3 separate regions of the Ovis aries genome follow, and regions 1 and 3 are each linked to region 2. The links are chromatin contacts, called in public Hi-C maps. All regions are on one chromosome and are shown on one strand. The core of a region is the stretch at or near the end of the contact, and the rest is flanking DNA. Distances in the headings are between cores, read along the strand shown. Region 1 overlaps LOC105610274 (a long non-coding RNA gene). Region 2 overlaps POC1B (POC1 centriolar protein B). Region 3 has its middle 280 kb from the start of TRNAK-UUU.

Region 1 (3,765 bases), core at 1,140-3,639, 320 kb after region 2:
GGGGCTTTGTGGGCAGAAGAAGATATTTATATTAAAAGAGTATTTATATTAAATATTTATTTTAAAAGATAGGTTGAATAGAGCCTGTATTCAGGGATAGGAGGCAGGCCCTTAGAAACTTTTTCATGCTTCATTTATGGTCCTTCCTAGTTTAACTGAACGCTTTAAAAAATGCTTGTTGCCCCCCAAGTTTAGGATTCCAGGCACAGGTGTGGAATCAACAGAAGAGTCAATAGAAGCTATGGACTATTGAATGTATTAACACACCACCTCCTTTTTCTTACCTGTTTTGTTTAGCCATTGTAAGCACAGTCATCTCTTTCATTAGGCTCAGACCATATATATTTGTTTAACAATTAGATCTACAATTCCGCTCCAGAAACCTCCGTCAAAACCCAAACCGTTTTTCTTCCTGTAGAGATGGAGGTAGAGGAGAGAAACGGGGACAGGAGGAAACAAAATTTTCTTGGCTCATCCAAGGAAAGTCAGGTTGACTTGGGGATAGATTATAAAGACTCCAGTCCTGTGTTGGCTGGGGGAGAGCCAGGAACTGCGGTGTCCCTACCTCAAGGACACTTGTATCAACTTTTGACCTACAAATGAAGTTAATTTCCTCTATCTGTGTGACTGAAATTCCATTTTAGGATTCCATTAGCCCCAAATATTCCATCACCTATACCCACATCAATGGTTTATTGGTGTGGAATTTTTTTTACGGGTCTCAGCAGAAACTGATAGTAGGAGCTCTGTGGCACTCATAAGGTTTCTGCAGTCATGCACATTTCAAAAGGAAGGGACATGGAGGAAAAGGCAGCCATGGAAATTTGTTATTTGGAAACTGACTCTCTGAGAAAAATAGAAATGAACTTTTAAAATGAAATAATGGCAAAGCAAAATATTAAGGCATAATAGGTAGCCTTGGCTATCTCTGTGACCGTGAATCCTTTTTCTTGGAGATTGTCATATCTGATGCCAGACACACAAATGTTTTGCACTTACTCAGCAGTTAAAGGTAAGAGGTTGTGAAACTCTAAATGAGCTAGGGAAAAAAAAAAAAGAGGCAAAGGGCTGAGTTTGAGTGAGTGAAGGAAGATAAATCAGTTGAGATTGCATGTTGATGACACTCACCAGGGTTGCTCAACAGTAATATCTGACGAACAGCAAGAGAAAAAGGAAACATTTTGGCAGAGTCAGCCACCCTCAGCATCTCTCTTCAAAACCCTACTAAGAAATCCCCACTGCTGGATGAGTTATTTCCTCTTTCTGCTGTAGGAGTACAATGGGAAAAAAATAGACCCTAGAGCTGAAAGACTGAGGTTAGGAAATAGTACCATGAGTAATAACAAAATAATGAATTGGACCTGGAGGTATGGATCTTCCATCTAAAGGCTTGAATTTAGTCAGGTTCATTCTGGTACAGTGGATATTTTGCCTGACTCTTTAGGCTGTTTCGTATGGTCTTTTGTTTATAGCTATTTTTGGTTTTGTTCATTCCTTCATCTTGCCTGGAATCCAGTGGAATTGCACCTCCTCCTCTTTCTTCTTTGTCCCTGTCAAATCCACTCTCACATTCCTATGCTTTCTTTAAAAATCTAACTTAAATCCATCTTTCTTCCAAGAAAACTCAGCTCTCCCAGCCCAACTTTCACTTTTTTCTCCTTTCTCCTCCAAATATTGTTAGCCCTTTATTAAACTGGTCACAGTGTCCTTTTTCACATGAGTTACTTGTATATTTTCTGTTGTCTTTATTGAATTGAAGTCTCCAGAGGGCAAAAGTTTTGCCATGAACAACCTTATTTTTCCTATAATATTGACTCAGTGATATGAGCAATATAAAAAGCCAATATAACATGTCAATGCTTATTACAAAGTATAAACTAACTCTTAATAACTTTAACAGAGATACAAGATCCTAGACAAAATTTCTGTAACTTTCTTAAAGTTAAATTTAATTAACCTCTATCATCTTTTTTTTGGCTACACAATTTGTAAGATTTCAGTTCCCCAACTGGAGATCGAACCTGTGTCCTTGGCAGTGAAAGCTCATGGAGTCCTAACCTCAAGGAATCCCCAACCTCTGTCTTCTTTTGCTTTGCTGTGTAGAACGCTAGTGGAAGAGACAAGGTTATTTATTTTTTGGAAAAAAATTTTGGAAATGCTATGTTTATTTCAGAATCTTTTGATTAAAAAGGAAAAAAGAAAAAGAAAGTGATCTACCTGGCTTTGAGTTCCTTGGAGGCACAAGGCCATGGGGTTGTCTTGCTGGCTTCATATTAGGGCTGTGGGAGATTCTAGAATTTTTAAATTTTTTTCCCCCTTTCGTGGCGAAATCTTTTGAACAGAACTTTGTGTTGTAAAAAAGAAACAGAACGCCCATCACTAGATCCTATGGTTTTCTCTCTTCCTTTTCCCACCCAAATCTCTCAAAGGTGTTGTTTATGGCTATTGGCTACACTTTTGAGATATGCCTTCATTTCCTAACTGCTTGCAGTTAACCGACTTTGATCTTCATCACACTCCTAAAACAGTTCTCCAAAAGGTCAGTTGTGACTTCCTTTTTGTCAGAATATCTCAGCAGCATTTGCTGTTGATGACCTCCTCTTTGTGACACTCTGTTGCCTTGCCTTTGACATATTTTCTTTCCTAGATTTTCTTCTAGGGGGAGGGAAAAATTAATTTGTTAAACACACACGTTCCTCAGGTACTTCCTACACATCACTATATTTGAGCTTCATGACAACTCTCTGGGGCAGGAGGCACTCTTGCATGCTGTCACTTGAGGAGAGATATTTTTGTTTTGTCCCATTGGCCAGTTGTCACTTGGGGGTGGGGTAGGGTGGGAGTAGGTCTCCTGTGCCTGAGCTGGTTACAAGTTCCTTGAGAGTGAAATCCACACCCTCCACTTCTTCTCTGTCTCACAGTGTCTGACACAGCAAATATTCTCAGGGTTTAATAAATATTTGTTGACCAATTACAGATCAACAAATATTTATAGAAAGAGCTCAGACGTTGAGGATGAAGAGGAACTAACTCTAAAACTGACCAGTTTTTGCTAAATATTTGTTTTTCCAAGGGCTAGAAGAGACCTCCTTTCATAAGACATCTTCAGAAATACAGCAATACCCCCAAAACCTCACTCATGAAAAGATCACGTCTGACACGAAGATTAGAAAAAGATTAGCAACAGTCACATGTTGCCCAGAGTGGGTTTCCTTCCAACCGCAAGAGAACCTCTCAGCCTGGAGCGATTGAAGCCGGAGGTTTCTGGATTAGATCAGGATGATTATACTTATTATCTGCTCTGGGCAGCTTTGTCCAGCTTCTGAGTCAGATGCAGTGAATTTGTACTTTCTGTCTGATACGCTGATATCTTATCCCTCGTTTCCACGTGAGACCGGGCCGGGCCTGGTGAAACGGGAGGGGATGGGGGTGGTGCTGGCCGAGATGGGCCGCGTCACCCTCTCCATTTCCTCTTACGCTCCCTCCATGCCTTTCAGTTCCTCATTTCCCACCAGGTGCCCGAGGGCTTATGCTTCCCCGTGATCTTCTTTGTCATGGGGGAAGTGGTGGGAACCAACAGATTTTTGAAAGTGTGCCTACTCCGAAGCTTGCGCATAACCGGGCAGTCAGCGTCCTTGTTTCGTTTGCAGTCTCTTGGCAACGCCATGAAGTCGCTGTTACGAATTTTATAGCAGAGAGGTTGAAACTGAGGCTTTGAAAGGAGAGGAAGCTTGTCCAAATTCTACAGCTTGTATATACAAATAT
Region 2 (4,180 bases), core at 1,160-3,659:
ATTATTGTAAGAAGGGTTGGCAGTGGTGGTATTCACTCTCTAAGTCACATCCAACTCTTTGCAGCCCTACCTATGGACTGCAGCACGCCAGGCTCTTCTGTTCTCTACTGTCTCCCAGAGTTTGCTCGAATCAATGTCCAGTAAGAAGGGGTTCAGTTCAGTTCAGTCGCTTAGTCCTGTCTGACTCTTTGCGACCCCATGAACCGCAGCACGCCAGGCCTCCCTGTTCATCACCATCTCCCGGAGTTCACTCAGACTCACGTCCATCGAGTCCATGATGCCATTCAGCCATCTCATCCTCGGTCGTCCCCTTCTCCTCGTGCCTCCAATCCCTCCCAGCATCAGAGTCTTTTCCAATGAGTCAACTCTTCGCATGAGGTGGCCAAAGTCCTGGAGTTTCAGCTTTAGCATCATTCCTTCCAAAGAAATCCCAGGGCTGATCTCCTTCAGAATGGACTGGTTGGATCTCCTTGCAGTCCAAGGGACTCTCAAGAGTCTTCTCCAACACCACAGTTCAAAAGCATCAATTCTTCGGCACTCAGCCTTCTTCACAGTCCAACTCTCACATCCATACATGACCACAGGAAAAACCATAGCCTTGAAGTTAATTAAAAAGATTTTGTCAATAATTGTTTTTTTGGTTTCTGATTTCATTATGGCCATTTGAAGTTACCTTAATCACCACATTGCATAGCAAATTCTATATGATATTGAGCAGGAAGGAAAACTTCCTTTAACTTCAACCAAATATTTATATAAAGATATTATGTGGTAGTCTGGCCGTGATTCATAGTTGAAAACTACAAGTGATCAATTTATGACTTGGAGTCTGAGATTGAGTTTTTATTTCAACCTTCTATTAAGGTTGAAACATTGTGTCATTAATTAATGGTTAATAAAACTGACCTCCTCTACCAATTTTGTATTTCAGTTCTAGGTGTGGTATATGTATTGTTTTGTACCTCTGAAAATGTTCTTTAGAGATTATCAATAATAATAATATCTAACACATGCAACATTATTCTAATTGCCTTACATAAACTGTCATTCAGTCTTCCTAAAAACTATAAAGGAAGCACCATTTGTATTCCATGAGAAATTGAGGTCCATGTAAGTTAAACCTTAGAGCTAGCAAGCAGCAACATGAGAATTGCAACCAGTCACTCTGGTTCCATTCTGTACCTATAACTATTTTCATACAGTGCTTCAGTAGAATCGAGATTTAATTTCATCCTGTTAACAAATACTGGACCTCATAGTAGCTTTAGATTATGCAACAGTGGACAGGATGGACATGTTTCTTGCTCTTCAGAATTTTTTAGCTCATGAACGCCTCGCTGTCCAGAACCTCGGCATGGGATGGAATCTGTGAGGGCACCTGTATTAATCCTCCATCATGCATGAATCCCTTGTTCGATGATGGAAAACTCAGCCTCTCATGAGGCAGCTGATTCCCATTTCAAGGCAACTGTAGTTATTGAAGCGTTATTTCCTTTAATAAAAATGGAGAGCTAGAAGGTGCTGTTAATATTCACGGAGATTAGCTTGCAAAGAACTTAACTGTAAGTGTCACTGTCTCAGCATATTTTCTTTGTGGAGAAGACTATAAACTTTTACTTAGTGAGACTTTCCTGCTTCACTTAATGAATGTGGCAGCAACTTGTAGCACGATACAGTAAAATATTGTTGTAGGAAGAATTTCCCAGCTCGTAGAAGCTCAAGGATTTCTCTATGAGAGACGCTGATCGTTTCCATATGATTTCATCTTTTGGAGCAGTTCTTGTTTCAGATGGCAAAAGCAGATTGAATTTTTCATTGGTAAACAATTTCATATCTACACTAGGTGGCAGTAGATAAAAGAAAATAAGGTGTCTGCAGGCACTTTCTGGATAGCTAGCTCACCGTTGAAAGGAAAGCAGGTCGGCCTCAGGTTTCTTATCTTTGCCTCAACTCTGGACCCAGAGCTGACGGGAAGGAGGCTGTGCGTTCTGGTCTGTGCAATGGCCAGAAAAAACCTAGGCAAATAGATGGTCTTGTATGGTTCTGATTCCTTCTTTATTGCAGTATAGGGATTGTTGGGTGTGTACCCCTCTGCCTGTAACACAAGTGGCTGGATAAATGTAAACACTTCACAGTGTTTCCAAACTTCAGCTGTACTGATCAGACATGATACTGCTTTTGAAATCATTCCAGGCCTCTTAACCACGGGTTCAGCCCCTATTCCCACAGCCCCTGACTGCTGCAGTGTTCTCACTGTTATATCCCTACTTTATTCTGTATACTGTACGTGTTCCCGCCAGCATAATCTTTCTAACGTGCATTTTGGCCTCCAGTTCTTCTGTGCCTCCCCAGAAGCCTTCACCCCACACAATCTGACCCTTGCCACCCTCTCTGGCGGCCACCTTGTGCAACAGTTTGTGTCAGCATTCTGCCTCTATGCTCAGGGAGGCTCATAACCTCATCTCCGGCCCTCCCTCTCTGCTTTTGTTTTCGTAACTTCTCTAAAGAAGTCATCTTAAGCTCTCTCTGCTCCATGGGAGGCCTTTCTCAGTCAACAGTCCCTTCCTGAGGTTCGCCAGTACACTCACTGTTGGTAGCTTTTGATACCAAGCTCTGCTGTCTTTAGGGGGCTTCCCTTGTAGCTCAGCTGGTAAAGAATCTGGCCTGGAGAAGTCCATGGACTGTGTAGTCCATGGGGTTGCAAAGAGTCAGACACGACTGAGTGCCTTTCACTTCACTTCACTTCTGCTATCTTTGTTGCCCTTTGTTTACTTCTTTATATTCATAATGTTCAGTGTAAATAGTGACCTTGTGGTTTCTTTCCTTTTTTTTTTTCCAAATTCTGAAATAATCTTCCTCCAAAGTAGTCACCACTCTATTATTCCCTTGCTTTTCTTTTAAATTTTACTATATATGTTTGAATCAATGATTAGATATTATTTCATTTTGGATAGCTCTAAACTTTATATAATGGAATCATACTGTGTATATTTTTATATAACCTGCTTTTTTATTTAACATTAAGATCCTGAGATTTGTTTGTATGGATTCTGAATTCATGCTTCCACATGTTGTTATGCGTAGTTGTATTTCATTCATTTTCACTGCTATATAAGATTCCAATGAATCTAAGACAGTAATTCCCATGATTATGTATCTGTTCTACTGTTGATAAACACTGGGGGATTTCTGATTGTGGTTTGTTTCTTGAATTTATTTATTGTATTGACAATTGATTTACAATGTAGTGTTAGTTTCTCCAAGATGGTGGTTCTTGTTTTTGCCATCACAAAAAATGCTCTATGAACAGAGTCAGCACATCACTGAGCTTTCTAGCTTTTGTAATCTGATAGGTAATAAGTGGGATTTTGCTTTACTCTTCCCTTTTCTAATTACTACTAATGTTTCTGAAAATCTCTTCATAGTCTAGATAGCTGTTAGGCTTCCTGTGATGTTTTCTTAGGACTTCTGTTCTTTTCACATTGATTTGTAGGTTTTTCCTATATATTTTATTTTTATTTTCGGGGTTTTTTCCTATATATTTTAGATATTTGTCCTTTTCCAGTTCCAAACATACCATCTCCTCCTGTTCATTATCTGATTGTTAACTTTATGGTATCCATTGTGAAACAGAAATGCTTAATATTGGTGTGAACAGGATGGACCCGTTTTTAATTTTTTCGGCCTTATGGCTTTACTTTTGCAGCTTTAGCTTAAGATATCCTTCTCTACCCCATGTCAGAAAGATATTTTTACACATTTACTCCTATTAACTTTGTAGTTTTAACATGCCATTTAGGTTTATAAATTATCTGCTGTCCATCTTTTATGTAGTGTTAGGGATCTATTTAGTGAGCCTGCTTCTCAGGTACAAGTCATCCTTCCTCTACCAATTTGTGGCACCATTTTTATTTTGTATTTGTTTTCCATTTATACAGGGCTTTGCTTCTGAGCTGTTTATGGTATAACTTTCAATAATCTTCTCTAATATCTTTACATGAATTTTATTTTTCCATAAAGGTCTCATGCATCTTGGTTTTTCTCTGATGTATTTTTAAATTTTTATAGTGTTATAAATTATGATTTTTAAAAATTTGCATTTTCTGTGTACTAAAATGCAGACATGTCATTGATTTTATATATCAATTTTGGATCTAGTAAACTCTTGTTAGTTTTAATG
Region 3 (4,214 bases), core at 950-3,449, 450 kb after region 2:
GCTGTACAGCAGAAACTAACAACAGCATTGTAAAGCAGCTAAACTCTAATAAAGAAAAAAGAGAGAGAGCACTTGACACCCTAGGTATAATACGCACTCGCTGTGTGACATACTCTGTCTCAGTAGCTTGGGTCTATTGAATCGTTTAATCCCTATAACAAGCCTATGAGATAAGACACCATTTTTCTTTTTAAAATATATTTTTATTGAAAAAAATATACATATACATGACACACATAAATCCTAGGTGTACATGTCCATGAACTTTCATACATGGAACATGCTTATACAACTGAAACTCAGATCAGGACACAGAGCGTTGGTAGCACCCCAGAGACACGCCCCATCCCCAGTCACTATCCTCCTCCTCCCCGAAGCTATCACTGCCTGACTTGTCAGTACAGATTAGTGCTGCCTGGTTTTGAACTTTATATAAGTGGAATCACAGGGCACATACTCTTTTGTATCTGGTCTCTTTTGGTACAATGTTATATTTTTGAGCTTTGTCCACGTTGCTGGTTGTAGCAGTAGTTTATTCATTTTCATTGGTGTCATTACTCCGTTGCATGATTAGACTGCAGTTTATTTATACACTTTAACAGTGAAGAAAATGTGGTTGTTTATAATGAATAGTGGTACTAGTTCTATCTAACAATTTGTATGTGTCTAACTATATATGTATATATGTGTATATATATGCCCAGAAACAGAAATCAGCATATTTGTTTAGACATGTGTGTATATATACACATATCCTGCCAAACCATTGTTTCTAGGGATTTTGCCCATTATACTCAGCATGAGGAGAGCCATCTCTCATTCGTTAGCACAAAGTCTGACATTCTTTCCCACCCAACCAGCCTAACATGCATAGGCTATGTTATCACAGCCACCCTTTGGCCACTTCTTGGATCAAGATTTGCACACACCAGCAGTGTGGCCTGCCTTTGGAAAATGAGCTTAGGGAAGAGGCCTAATTCAGGCCCAATTCTGGAGTCCTGGGTGTCTAGACTATTGTCCAGGGAGGAGGGGATATAGGTTCTGAGTGGTCATGTTCTTGGGCTCCTCACTCCACGGGATGGAGCAGGGTCAGGGTGGGCCCCCCTTGACTGGTCTGAGGACAGTATTACACTTAGTTGCCATGTATGAGACTCCTAGTTTGTTTCACTTCTTTGTAAAGACTTGATCTCCTTAGTCTTTATTTTAGCCCTTCTGGTGGGTAAGTAGTGGTATCTCATTGTGTGCTGAACTGATAATCAATGAGGCAATGAGGTACAGTGTTTTCTTTTTGTATTTTTTACCATTTGGATACGCTCTGTTGTGAAGTGTCTGTTCAATGATTTCCCACAATTTTCTAACAGGTCACTATTATCATCCCCATTTTACAATGGGGAATTGGGAGCATAAATAAGACAAATAACTTTTCCAATAACTAGAAGTAGAAACAGAGCTAGGATTTGAATCCAGGATGTCTGACTTCACAGCCCACTCTCCTAATTCACTCAAATAGACAAGAAAACCAAACTGGTCTTTTGCGTCTGCTATGACTCACTGATATACAGCTTGAGCTCCCCCTAGCGGAGGAAAAGAGTTGTACTCAAGATTCCCAAGTGGGGGCTACCTAAAGAAAGGTAAAATGACCACCCGCTTGCGGCTGCTAAGTCGCTTCAGTCGTGTCCGACTCTGTGCGACCCCATAGACGGCAGCCCACCAGGCTCCCCCCCAACCCTGGAATTCTCCAGGCAAGAACACTGGAGCGGGCTGACCACCAGCTTGATGGCTTAAAAAAGCACACAGTTATTCTCTCGCAGTTCTGGGGGTCAGAAGTACAAAATGGACTTCTAAGGGTGAAGCCAAGGTTCTCTTTTTGGAGGCTTTGGAGAGGGTCCCTTTCCTTGCCTTTTCACCCTCTGCCTTACTGCATTCCTTGGCCCATGGTCCTTTATTCCATCCTCAAGGAATCTTTAAATCTCTCTCTGCTTCTTCACATCAGCTTCTCCAACACAGTCAAATCCCTTTATTCCTCCCTCTTATAAGGATTTATGGTTGCATTTGGCCCAGGATAATCTAGGACACCCTTTATATCTCAAGATCCTTACTTCAACCACCTCTACAAAGGTGCTTTTCCCACATAAGAGTAATATTCCCAGTTCCCTGGATTAGGATCTGGGTATCTTTGGGGGCCATTATCAGCCTACCACACCCTTCTGCCGTTTTGAGTCAATATGTGTATGTCATGTGTTTCCTCTGCAAAGATTTGTTCTTGGAAATAAGCTGATTCATCACCTGATTCACTTATACTGAATATCAGCCAAACCATTGAGAACATTTCTGCTCAGAAATGTCTGCCTTTGTGGTTCCCATGAACCTCTTACTTCCTTAAGATCTGTTAGAGTGTTCTAGGCAGGAACCAAGAATGGCTAGCATTTATGTTTTAGTTCAGATATAAATTCTTTAGATGATTCATGGGGTTTCGTACCATGAAATCATCTTTCTAAGAAGCTTCCTTTTCTCAGAACCTGATACACTTTCAAGTTTTCTATGTTAAAAAATAGCTTTCTGTACCACTTCTGCTTTGCACATGTAGCGAATCCTGGTCAGGAGTGACAGGAAGCTCACTTTCGTGCGAGCGCTGGCTGCCCCGGGACACCTGCTGTGCTAGTAATGAACATGAGATGCCTAACATGTGTTGTCCTTCCCCACCACCGGACCCCAGTTGCCAGGTGGAGGGCTCAGCTGCCCTCAGTCCCAGGATCTTCATAGCTTTATCCAGAGGCTGGGAGTTTCCACGCATCCTGCTTTTCTTCTTCCACATGATTCACGTTGTGTGAGGCTTTAACTCGGGGTCCCCAGGAGAACATTTTTATTCTGTAGCCATTTGTTGTCCATTTATTCGTCACTGTTTGCCAAGTGCCTACTATGTACATGTCAGCCTGCTGGATGCTGGCAAATTAAGGATGAGTAATGCACAGACCCTGCCCTCAGGATATCAAGCTGCTTAGTCACAATATGATAATCCTGCATATTAGTCCTTTCAACGGCAAGTGATGGGAATGAAATTCACACTCACTTAAACATGAAAGAAGATGTCCTGATTTACATTATGGAAAAGTCCAGGGATGGTACTGTGTATCAGTCTGGGTCCAAAGTGAGAAGAGTTCAATCAATCAAAAATGTGTGTGTGTGTGTGTGTGTGTGTGTGTGTGCAAAATCACACTAAAGGGCTTATTACAGGAATTGTACTGTGCTATGCTTAGTCACTCAGTCATGTCCAACTCCTTGTGACCCCATGGACTGTAGCCCAACAGGCTCCACTGTCCATGGGGATTCTCCGGGCAAGAATACTGGAAAGGGTTGCCATGCTCTCCTCTAAGGGATCTTCCCAACCCAGGAATTGAATCCAGGTCTCCTGCACTGCAGGCGGATTCTTTACCATCTGAGCCATGAGGGAAGCCCTATTGTAAGAATTTGACCTATGCAATTGTAGAGGCTGGTTAACCAGTTTCTGTAAGGCGGTCTTCATCTCAGATCCTGGAGCGTGAAGATCTCCGAGCTAGCTATAAGGAAGCTAGATGTGAAGTGGGAAGGACCGAGAACAAACTGGCACTCCTGCACGTAACCTATGCGGTCGGATGGGAACCTCCGTCAGCCTCTCATCACCTCCCGTCCACATGGGACTCCTGTGGTCCACGAGTCAGGAAAACTGCAGGGAAGTCTGAGGGAAGGCGGAGTTGATGGGAACCTGGCTGCCACCTCACAAACACAAAGGCAGGTCACCCAGCAGCACAGTACACGTGTGAGGGGCAGTATCCAGCCCCTTCCCCAGCTGGCTCAGACATCAGAACGACACGGCTGCCTTCATGCCTATCTTCCGAATCCCACACAGAACATCTTTACCACTAGTGGTGCCTGCGAAGCACATTTTAACTACAGGCACCAGGTAGCGCAAGTAGTAAAGAATCCACTTGCCAATGCAGGAAACAGAAGGCCGGGTTCAATCCCTGGGTCGGGAAGATCCCCTGGAGGAGGGCATGGCAACCCACTCCAGTACTCTCGCCTGGAGAATCCCACAGACAGAGGAGCCTGGCAGGCTACAGTCCCTAGGGTCGCAAAGAGTCAGACACAACTGAAGTGACTAAACACACACACACCAAGAATACATGAATGATTTTCCCCAGGGAAAATCAAGGTATTGACACTAAAAAGGCAAACCC

The links. A called contact is a pair of places that touch in the nucleus more often than the background predicts.
Region 1: a Hi-C map of mesenteric adipose tissue shows a contact between it and region 2, with 2.3 times the contacts expected there. The contact joins two enhancer-like sites. A contact is called at or near these places in 2 of 16 Hi-C or Micro-C datasets (mesenteric adipose tissue and skin fibroblasts).
Region 3: a Hi-C map of blood shows a contact between it and region 2, with 8 times the contacts expected there. The contact joins two enhancer-like sites. A contact is called at or near these places in 12 of 16 Hi-C or Micro-C datasets (blood, liver, mesenteric adipose tissue and 5 more).

The regions. Positions count from the first base shown.
Region 1 is chr3:125,501,460-125,505,224 of ARS-UI_Ramb_v3.0, reverse strand. All of the region lies in intron 1 of LOC105610274 (a long non-coding RNA gene), which reads left to right. Among named protein-coding and RNA genes, the nearest start is that of TRNAK-UUU, 150 kb to the left of the region's middle. Within about 2 kb of position 2,389, at least 12 of the 54 cell types and tissues checked have an H3K27ac peak or open chromatin away from gene starts, as enhancers often do.
Region 2 is chr3:125,821,855-125,826,034 of ARS-UI_Ramb_v3.0, reverse strand. The region is part of intron 9 of POC1B (POC1 centriolar protein B); the gene reads left to right. Among named protein-coding and RNA genes, the nearest start is that of GALNT4, 65 kb to the left of the region's middle. Within about 2 kb of position 2,409, at least 16 of the 54 cell types and tissues checked have an H3K27ac peak or open chromatin away from gene starts, as enhancers often do.
Region 3 is chr3:125,368,071-125,372,284 of ARS-UI_Ramb_v3.0, reverse strand. No RefSeq gene overlaps it. Among named protein-coding and RNA genes, the nearest start is that of TRNAK-UUU, 280 kb to the left of the region's middle. Within about 2 kb of position 2,199, at least 5 of the 54 cell types and tissues checked have an H3K27ac peak or open chromatin away from gene starts, as enhancers often do.